2 separate regions of the Mus musculus genome follow, and region 2 is linked to region 1. Evidence: chromatin contacts called from public Hi-C data. All regions are on one chromosome and are shown on one strand. The core of a region is the stretch at or near the end of the contact, and the rest is flanking DNA. Distances in the headings are between cores, read along the strand shown.

Region 1 (5,159 bases), core at 1,337-3,836:
CTGTTCTAGGCCAGAGAAAAAGACTAAATATATGTTTTTCATTATAATACAATACTTTTGCTAAGAGAGGGGTGAAAGCATTTGTCATAGTTAGAAGATCATTTTCCAAATAAATGCAATAAAAACAAGACAGGCCAGGAGTGTCAGAACACTCGCCTAGGCATGGGTCCCTGGACCACATAAAATGGAGAGAGTGATCTGAGCGCTAGTATGCACCCATTGCTCTCCTCTGAGCGCTAGTATGCACCCAATGATCTCCTCTGAGCGCTAGTATGCACCCATTGATCTCCTCTGAGCGCTAGTATGCACCCAATGATCTCCTCTGAGTGCTAGTATGCACCCATATGCTCTCCGATATCCTAAGGTTCACGAGATGTGACCAGCTGCTTCAGGCTCCTGCTATCTTAACTTTCCTACCATGATGCACTGTACTTTGAACTATGAGCAGGAATAAATTCTCCATCCCTTGAGTTGCTCATTGTCAGGGTAATTTTTATCCCAGCAACAGGACAAGCAGCCAAGACCAGAAACCCAGCACTATTACTCGGTGATTGTTACAGTACTTGTCAAAAAGCTCTGTGCCCTTAACCTTCTTGTTCTTGATCAGAAATGGACTGGGCTGGGGAGGTGGTTCTGCGAGTAAAAATGCTTGCTGGGCAAGCAAGAGGATCTGGGTTTGGATTCTCATACCCTGTGTGAAAGTCACATGGATAGTGTAACCATCTGCAATCTCAGTCCTCCTGACCAGAGACGGGAGGCAGAGATGAGAGAATCCCTGGATGCCCCCAGACCACCCGGCCTGGCAGACACAGCAGGAAATACAGCAAGAGACTTTGTAGGAGAGGAGAGGGGCCTTTCCTCTGTCCTCTACATATATACCATGTAGCAGATTTGTCTGTATTCATATACCCCCACACCCATCATATAATATAGCAATACACACCATAACACATGTGTAAGAAGAAACTATGACTTTCTTTTCCTGTTAAACAAGATGGAAAGAAAATGAGGATCACATGGTGGGTTAGAGTAACTTGACATTATACACCTGCCCACATATTCTGCATCCTACAAAAACCATGTCTTGGGAAACAATGCCCTAACCATAGCCCCTTCTATGAGAGAAGGTGTCCTGGCTCCCAGTCTTAAAGGGCCCAAGTTCTGTTGCTTTCATTATAGCAGATGTTCATGTGCACCAAGTCTATTTGTGTTGGAAATTCTCCCCACCCCCACCTTGACCTGAAAGAGATGACTTAAGAGTAGTGATGTTTGCCTTGGTCATTGATTCTAGTTCTATAGTTTGACATGGCATCGCAGTAGCAGGGACACAGAGAGGAGAAGAGCTGTCTACATCATGATGGACAGGAAGCAGAGGGTGGGGCATGGGGCCCAAGACTGATATACCCTCCAGTGGTCCACCTTCCAAAGAAGAGCCATCAATAAGACCAAGCATCCGGTACTCAAGCCTTAACACCTTTCTGGGTCCAAGTCAGAAAATCTTTTCTTTTCCTGTGTCTTTAGTTATTTTATTTCTTTACCAAAGGAAGGAAATGTTTGAAAAAACGGACTTTTTTGAGTATAGCTGTTGGGTTTATTTTTTATTTTTATTTTATGTGTATGAGTGAATTGCCTCTGTCTGTGTACTACAAGCATGTCTATTCCTGCAGAGGCCAGAAGTGGGGGAGGGACAGACCTGGAACTGGAGACCAACAAGTGTTATCAATTGCTGAGTCACGTTTCCAGGCCTGGCTGCTAGATTATTATTATTTTTTTAAACCAAGAAGTGATCAAGAATATTTCTGCTTTGGGGAATTCCAGTGGCCCAAGGGGAAGGACCATATTGGCAGCCGAGCACCAATTCTGTCCCTTTGCAGCTGGGTAAGGCTGGGAGAGTGGTCAGATTGTACTCACCCAACTGTGGCCTAGCTTGCCAAATACCTTTGGGTAGGCATTCACGATTGCTTCCATCTCATAGGCCAGCAAAAAGGAACGCTTCCTCCAAGTGCAGTCCATGATGTACGACCTGATGGAATGGCGCTCTCAGCTCCTCTCAGGAACGCTACCCAAGGATGAGCTGAAGGAACTGAAGCAGAAAGTCACATCGAAGATCGACTATGGCAACAAGTACCTCACGCCTCTGCAAATTGGCTTCCCTTTCCTAGCCTCTCCTTCCTTTTCTCTCCTGGAGAAGTCTGCTTTCACTTCAGACTCTGGAGTCTGCCACTCTCTATTTGGGAGAAGGCTGTTATCTTAGCCTTGCCTCTGTGTCTTTGCGATCACGCCCTGGGGTCCCAGGGACACATGAGCGGAATGGAGGCTTGCTTATGCAGTGGCTATTACTAGGTACTGCACAGGTTTAGGACACTATTTAACTACATCCCAGGGACAGGGGAGTATAGACACCCTCACGTTCAGCTTGATGCCTCTTTACCTCTGCTTTGACAAAGCTCTCCTTTAAGTCCTGGTGTGAGGTTTAGTGTCCCTTCCCCCATTTGAAGTTATCCAAGCCACCTGCCTCCAGCTAGCTCACACAGTTACAAAAGTGTTTACCAAATGGAAAGAGAAGCAAGAACGGCTTGAGATTTGAATGCTTTGGCATAAAGAAGGAAATGAAACAAATTGCCGAGGCAAGCTAATAGCAGTAACAGTGTTAGAACTAACACTGGATTGGAGCTTATTAAGCACCAGGCTTTGTGCTGAGTTTCTCACAGGCATTGTTTCACTTAATTCTTTTAATAACTCCGTAGGATGTGTAGTTTTATTACACCCATTTTATTCTTCATTTTAGACGAGGGAACTGAGGTTCTTACAGACTCGAGGTTGGGGCTGGAGAGATGTCTCCAGAGTTAAGAGCGCTCATTGCTCTCACACGGGATGCTGGATGCCAGTTCAGTGCCCCACACAAGCATGGTGACTCACAACTGCTTGTAACTCCAGCTCTAGAGGATCTAGCCCTCTCTTCTGGATTCTGAGGGAATCTGCGCTCACACATGTGTGCACACATAAACACACAGTTAAAAATAAAATAGTTCTTTTTTTTTTAAGGGAGTGAAGTTAATTGTTCAAAGTTCTATAGCTAGTCAATGGCACCCCCAGGCTATAGACTTAAGCTGTGTTAGAAAAGAATTAAGCCCCACCCCTCTTTTTCAGTTTTTTGAATGCCCTGTGTATATTTTCACTTATTCCAACATAAATGTGTGAAGCCATTATAATTGGATTGATTTTCTATTAGGTGTGGGTGCTGCAAAAATGCAAGTCCCTATCCATGAAGGGTTACCAGTGGCTGCCGTCCAGTCCAGTTAGGAGTATGTTATGAGTGAGCACTTGTCTACTGTCATGAGTTTGATAGCTTAGTATTCAAGAAGCAAGAATATTTTTCATAGGGGAAGCTCTGTGGAGGAGATGGTCCTTGGGCTTTGGAGGATAAAGGGTTTTTAAGTAAAAAGTGAATACCAGGGTGCAGGAGAGGTCACAGCCTGCTTAGACTGCAGAGAGGGGAACTGAACCCTGAGCCTGAGGGGAAGGAACCCTCCAGAGAATAGGGTGAGCTTACTTGGTAGTCAGGCTCTCTGGCCTTCATCATGCTCACCAGGATGGGGCTCCAATGCAGAGAGCTGAGGCCAGAGTCTACCTGCTTCCCATCCCAGAGGCTCATCCTACTGTCTTGGAAGTGTATCCAAATCTGTTTCCACGGAGTGTCATCCCACAGTGATAGGTTGCTATGCAGACGCTTCTGCCATGCCTAGGCTGATGTCTTCAGTTGAACACAAAGCATGTGAGAATTGGAGGTGTTTTCTGCTTTACAGAGTAGCCTTCAGATGCTATCTCCTCAGTGGACCTCCTGAGGTCTAGGGTGGTAGAAATGGCTGTCACTTGTAATAAGGCCTCCTCATTTCCCTTACTGACCACCCGGCTATGATACGTGTCCCTGCAGCCCCTGTGCACCTGGGATAGCCATCATCCCCTCCGCTCTGCCTTTCCTCACATCCAGAGACCCTCTAAACCTTGACTATCTGAGTCATCTCTCTGACTCAGTGCTAGGGGATCTCTCCCACAGTGACTACCCCACAAGTGGTAACTGAATGAATGGGGGGGTGACAATGGGAGAGAGAAGAGGAAGACAGCTCACCATAAACTAGGCTCCCCTCTGTAACAGCCTCTAGCCCAACCCAGTGTCTTCCATTTCAGCCATTCCCTTTGTGGAATTGCGAGATGTCCCACCGTGGGGACCATGGCCCTAAGCTAAGGGGCTCTTTGCTTCTTGCTTCCCTTGTCTGCTGCTTCTGCTGGAAGTGAGAGGGAGCTGGGCTGTTTACTATTACAATAACACCCTGGACTCATGGCTCTTGTATAGGAGAGATGGCTTCCTTGCATCCAGGATGCCAGCATCTGGACAGAACTTCAAGGACACTAGAGTAGGCGGAACCCCAAGTCTTAGCAATGTCTTAAGAGTCTCTCCATCCTGTTGTTAAGATAGCAGACTTCCAGCCGGGTGGTAGTGGCACACGCCTTTAATCCCAGCACTTGGGAGACAGAGGCAGGCAGATTTCTGAGTTTGAGGCCAGCCTGGTCTACAAACTGGTTCCAGGACAGCCAGGGCTACACAGAGAAACCCTGTCTCGAAAACAAACAAACAAACAAAAAACAAAACAAAAGATATCAGACTTCCATTGTACATAGGATAGTGTCTTTGGGTACAGAGATGTGCAATGTACAGTACAGCCTCTGTGAAAACCAGAAACAACAATAGGAATTAGTAGGCACAGACCTTTGATGGAAACCTTGGGTGCTCTCTATGTGGCAAGCATACTTTAACTCTTTCCCACATAGTAGCTCAGCTCAGCCTTACAATGAGTTTATAAGGTAGATACTATCATCATTTATCCAATGCGGAAACTGAAGCTCAAGGACTGATTTAGGTGCCTTGATTCCAGAGGCAGCAGAGCCAGAGAGTATAGTTCCAGAGTCCAAGTGCTTAGGGCTGTGTTCTTCTGCCTCCAAGAGTCGGTATGGCACAGCGAAGGGGGCAGAGAAGCACAGAGACACTTTGGGTAAGAAGCATAGCTATCAAGAGAGGAGAACGAATGGACGAGGGCTTGAGGAGGTAGAGTAGATGACAACTGCCCTGACTAACAAGGCCAGCAGGAGTTCCTGGATGT
Region 2 (5,571 bases), core at 796-3,295, 88 kb before region 1:
CTACAGACCTGGTCTGGGCCCCTTTATTGTTCCTCCATGTCCCAGCCTTATGGTTTTGATGTGAAGTTTATTTGACTTGACAAATATCTCACTTTCTCTGGTGGAGTACATCTTTATTCATTCATTTTTAGCCTCTGCATATCCTTGTAGATGACCAAGTCTCGTGTTGGCATCGTCATTTGCTCTTGTTTTTGTAATCCCTTCAGCTACTCTCTGTCTTACTAGATTATGTGATCCGTCTGCATCCAGGGCAATTACTGACCACTAAGAACCTGCTGCTGCTGCTGCATTGCGGCTGGTTTTCTAGTGTGCCTTTTCTTCCTTTCTTTTCTCCTACCATCTTCACTGCTGAGTAACGTTTCTTAGTCATTACGTTTGGTTCCCTGCCTTAGATTTTAACTTTTTACTTATAATGACCATGAAGCCCATAAAGAACCTCTTAATATGTAAAACAAGTTATGCTGAACAGAGCTGTGACCGTTTTCACTACAAAGGCAAAACCAAAACAAACTACCCTTCCCTTAGCTTCATTTCTCTTCTTGTTTTTAGTTTTGTTGTCAAATTTTAAATCATTTTATATTTCTTATCCTGTAAGAATTGATTGGAATTGTTCCTTTGTTAGTGTTTTTAAATCTTCCTGCTGAGAGCACAGGGGCTGTGGCTCTCAACTTTGAATATTCAAGGATTTTCTCTGAGTATTTCAGGGGTTAAACCTTCAGATACTTCTTCCACACTCAAAATTTATTTCTATGTATATGAGTGTTTTGTCTGCATGTCTGTCTGTACACCATGTACATGCCTGGTGCCTGCAGAGATCGGAAGATGTCAGATAACCCGGAACCGGAGTTAAGAATAGTTGTGAGCTGCCATATGGTTGCTGGGAACTGAACTCAGGTCCTCTGGAAGAGCAGCTAGTGCCCTTAACCACTGAGCATGTCCCTCCTCCCCAGCTTCGCATGGTTTCATGGTGCACATTTGCATTGTCTCTTATTTTTTGGTTTTGGTTTTGGTTTTTCGAGACAGGGATTCTCTGTGTAGCCCTGGCTGTCCTGGAACTCACTCTGTAGACCAGGCTGTCCTCGAACTCAGAAATCGCCTGCCTCTGCCTCCGGAGTGCTGGGATTAAAGGCGTGCGCCACCACCGCCCGGGGTATCTTCTCTTTCTTTTGAGCATCCTTTAGCTTTTATTAGGGAAGGGTGTCCGGCAGCTTTCCCCTTCAGTATCTGAAGTCCCCTGCAGTGCTGCCATTCTCTCACCTGCCCTGTGCTGCTCTTGAATGTTCTCTTTGACCTTTGAGAATTTGACTCTGTCCAGACTTTTGATCTTCCCATCTTTTTACATTTCTTGGGTTTATAGAGTTTTCTGTTATTCCTTTGGATAAACTTTGCACTTTTTGTCATTCTCTAGTTTTCTTCTGGACACCTTTGGATGGTATCTCCTAAAATGCTGACATTTTCTTTCTTCCTTCTCACTCATTTTCGTTTTCTTCTTTATTTTCAAGCAGCCTATCTTTAAAGCTCACTATTCTTTACTCTGGTTGATCAGTTCTGTGGTTTATGTCATCTACTTCAATTTTCACTGGTTTTTTTCCTTATATTTTTTGTTATCTGGAAGGATAATTGATGGAAATAAAGATTCTTATTCCACCTTTCATCTTGACTTTTTTCTTCCCTCCCTCCCTCCCTCCCTTCCTAACTTTGAGAGGTTCTCAAAGTTATATATGCAGTCTTGGTGAGTGTAGAACTCGTTGTATACTCCATACTTGAATTCGAGAACCTACTGCTGATGCCTGCTAAGTGCTGGAATTAAAGCTGTGCGCCATCATTCCTGACTCAGAGTTCTGTCCATTTTGATGGGGGAAATATCCTACATCTAATTACTCAGGAAATAGCCTGCCTATCCAGTCTTTGCAGCTGATCTATTGCAAACAGTGGGTTGTATGGTATAGAGGTTGAAAGTTAGAAAGTCAGTGTTAAGAAATGTATGAATTCTGTGCTTCTGACCCATCTCCTCCCCAGAAGGCTGGGTTAACTAACATGTTAGGTTTAAGGATTCTTCACCAGGTCCTTTGCCTAACTCGGCAGTCATCTCTGGGAACTCTATTAAGTCTCACCACTAGGGGGAGGTGTTCACAATAGAAAGATTTTTTTTTATAGTTTTTTTTTTTTTTTAAAGGCGTCTTTATCCTTTTTTTTCTCTTTGACTCCAATAGGCTCCCCTGATTAAGAATCACCCATTATGACATTGCCATGTTTCTGCCTTGATGATAATGGACTGAATTTCTGAACATATAACCCACCCCAATTAAATATTATCCTTATGAAAAGAAAAAATTACCCATTATGAATTTCTAAGGTCTGCCAACCTAGCAAAGACTCGAGGTGGTGGGAGTCAGGGTGATTGAGAAGCACAGAGGAAAAGAGAGGTGGGGTCTGGCTGACCTGAGAGCAGCAGCGCGAGCAGGGAGCCTTCCTGTGCAGGACCTCAGGCCGCTGATGTGCTGATGTTGAAAATGAAAGGGCACATTGATGTGTCGGTGGGAGGAAGGCATTAGGGCAAGTCACTGAGTGGCTGTGGGACCCTCATAGGGGATCAGTAGGCCATGAGGATAGGGGCTCTGCAGTAGCTGCTGGGAGGCAGGGTGTGGTTGGGACTGGGGAAACGTGCATCACACAAGTGGCCAGCATCTGAATATATTTTATAGATGAGTCCAGTAGGCATACATTACCAATATTCAGAGTTCCATCCTTCATTTCATCTCTACAAGACAGTACTGAATGAAGCAGGTTTGGTGTTCTTTAATTTAAAGATATCGAAGTGCAGAGAAGTTACTGCCTGAGATCACCTGGCTGCAGTGTGGGACCCGATCCAGAACTCCTGGACTCGGCCACTGCTGCCTTCCCTCCCAGAGGTTTCAGGAAGATGGCCTGCATTCCTGCTGTCACCTGCACATCCTGGTCAGCCTGGGCTTTCTAGATTACAGAATCGACAAGGAAAACATTGCAGATAGTCTTAGAAGACAGAGTTGATGGTGTGTGGGGCCCGAGCTGGAGTTCAGCGAGGGTAAAGCCTGGAGTCCTTTCCTGGACCACAGAAAGAGAACAGTGAAGAGTGCCTGCCAGAGAGACGGGGTGAAAACAGAGGAAGGAAGCAGAAATGAAGATGACCAGGAGAGTGAAGGAGGCTGGAAGGAGAGCCAAGAAAATGGGGACATACCACGTGTGTGGGGTGCTCAACATGCAGTATATACTTACATGAAAATTAAAAGTATATATTTTATCAAAGAGAAAAGTATATCTTCAGAGTACCAAAAAGAGAAATGAGTTTATGTATAACTCACTGAGTTTCCTTGGGTTGTGTCTTTGTTTTATTCAATAAGCATATATTTTAATGACTGTTTTTCAGAGAGAATTGAAGTACCTGTACTCAAAAGGAGGCGCGAGGTGCTGCCATTGAATATAACCACGCCAGAAGAAACAGAAGAAACAGCTGCTGCCAGTGCCACTGAGGATGGAGTTTCTAGACTCCCACCTCACAGGGAGGAGGAATCCTGTCTTAATAGCTTAAAAGATAACACTGTGCAGTGGAAACAGCCAGCCTCTTCATGTGTGCAGCCAGCCAGCCTCTCTCCTCATAAGAACCTGCATCTGGATACACAGCCGAAGAAGGAGAAGAAGTGTGTGAAGCTTGTGGATAGTCCGGCCAACATTGAGGTCTTACATGAACAAAGTGGGAATACCCCCAATTCTCCCAGGTCAGTGTCTTTCTGCCTGGCTGCCAGTAGCCTTCTCCATCATTCCTTTCTCACCGCCTGCATTGTGCCGTGTGGCTCTGTCTATGTTCCCAGCACTGTGTGCACTGGAGCCCTGCAGTCTGGGCACTGTGTGCACTGGAGCTCTGCAGTCTGGGCACTGTGTGCACTGGAGCGCTGCAGTCTGAGCACTGTGTGCACTGGAGCTCTGCAGTCTGAGCACTGTGTGCACTGGAGCCCTGCAGTCTGGGCACTGTGTGCACTGGAGCTCTGCAGTCTGAGCACTGTGTGCACTGGAGCTCTGCAGTCTGAGCACTGTGCACTGGAGCCCTGCAGTCTGAGCACTGTGCACTGGAGCTCTGCAGTCTGAGCACTGTGTGCACTGGAGCCCTGCAGTCTGAGCACTGTGTGCACTAGAGCTCTGCAGTCTGAGTACTGTGTGCACTGGAGCTCTGCAGTCTGGGCACTGTGTGCACTGGAGCTCTGCAGTCTGAGCACTGTGTGCACTGGAGCTCTGCAGTCTGAGTACTGTGTGCACTGGAGCTCTGCAGTCTGAGCACTGTGTGCACTGGAGCTCTGCAGTCTGAACACTGTGCACTGGAGCCCTGCAGTCTGGGCACTGTGTGCACTGGAGCTCTGCAGTCTGGGCACTGTGTGCACTGGAGTCCTGCAGTCTGAGCACTGTGTGCACTGGAGCCCTGCAGTCTGAGCACTGTGTGCACTGGAGCCCTGCAGTCTGAGCACTGTGTGCACTGGAGCCCTGCAGTCTGAGCACTGTGTGCACTGGAGCTCTGCAGTCTGGGCACTGTGTGCACTGGAGCTCTGCAGTCTGTTTGAGCACTGTGTGCACTGGAGGTCTACAGTCTGGGTGGCCTTCCTTTGTTTTTTTTTCAGAGGGTCAGGTAGACTCAGGTGACTGCAGGAGGAGGGGGCTGTGAACAGCAAGTGATGCTAGGCAGTTATACTTCCCAGTCCACAGAGCAAAGACAGCTCAGCCCAGCTTTCCAGAGTGTCTTGCTGGGTGGGATAAATAAATAAACTGTTGTTTTTCTCTTAGTTCAAGTAGCCATGAAAGAAAAACCAACTTTCTCAAAGGGCTTTCCAGTAGTCTAAGACATTTAGACTTAAGTTTTTTGGTAAGAACAGGTAAAAGTTTTTGTGGTTTTTCCATATTTATACTAAGCTTTCAGAAATAGGCTTTGATGCATGCTTGACATTTTTAAATATCAAAGCTAATTTAGTTTCATTTTTATTTCAAAACTTCAAAGCTTCCAGCTTTCTGTGTAATGGAGTTTGTGACTAACAAAGTATGGGAGGGTCTGTGAGGGAATCATTGTTCCAGGGCTCTCTCTGTCCCTTGGGAAAGTCAAACTCATAGAGATGAGAAGGTAGAGTGTCTGGAGCCCAGGCACCTGATACAGCAGGGTCAGGGCAGTGGTAAACGTGGACCTGATCTAGATGTCCAACACCCCAGGTATTGGTGAAGGATGTGTGGTATGTATACAGTGCAACCGTGGAGGCCACAGAGCTGGGTAATTTGGAGAAAGATGAATACAAGTAGAGCTGCTCATGCTAAACTAATTAAACCGTCTCTTAAACAGTACATTCTCTGATTTGTGACACCCAAACTTTATATGTGCATAAAATCATATATGTGCATGTAACATGAAAACAGAAGCAAAGTCTGAAGGGACAGGCACAGGAAGGATAGGGTGGAACACAGGTACCCTCACACTTGCACAGAAAATTTTAAAAAGTGAGTAAGGAAAGTGAAGGAGCCAGATCGTTTTAAGGAGATGAATGATGTCTGCATGCAGTA

The links. A called contact is a pair of places that touch in the nucleus more often than the background predicts.
Region 2: a contact with region 1 is called in a Hi-C map of bone marrow-derived macrophages, with 39 read pairs. The contact joins two enhancer-like sites. A contact is called at or near these places in 9 of 484 Hi-C or Micro-C datasets (the 63-12 cell line, B cells, ECoMG myeloid progenitors and 6 more) and 1 of 9 other capture datasets (liver).

What each region holds. Positions count from the first base shown.
Region 1 is chr11:34,724,283-34,729,441 of GRCm38.p6, reverse strand. It overlaps Dock2 (dedicator of cyto-kinesis 2), which reads left to right. Exons shown (of 52, transcript NM_033374.3): 6 at 1,976-2,124. Among named protein-coding and RNA genes, the nearest start is that of Gm51858, 32 kb to the right of the region's middle. Within about 2 kb of position 2,586, at least 10 of the 459 cell types and tissues checked have an H3K27ac peak or open chromatin away from gene starts, as enhancers often do. A contact at or near this core is called in bone marrow-derived macrophages, where this site is marked.
Region 2 is chr11:34,811,510-34,817,080 of GRCm38.p6, reverse strand. Spdl1 (spindle apparatus coiled-coil protein 1) reads left to right here. Exons shown (of 12, transcript NM_027411.2): 11 at 3,407-3,755. Among named protein-coding and RNA genes, the nearest start is that of Spdl1, 19 kb to the left of the region's middle. Within about 2 kb of position 2,045, at least 2 of the 459 cell types and tissues checked have an H3K27ac peak or open chromatin away from gene starts, as enhancers often do. A contact at or near this core is called in bone marrow-derived macrophages, where this site is marked.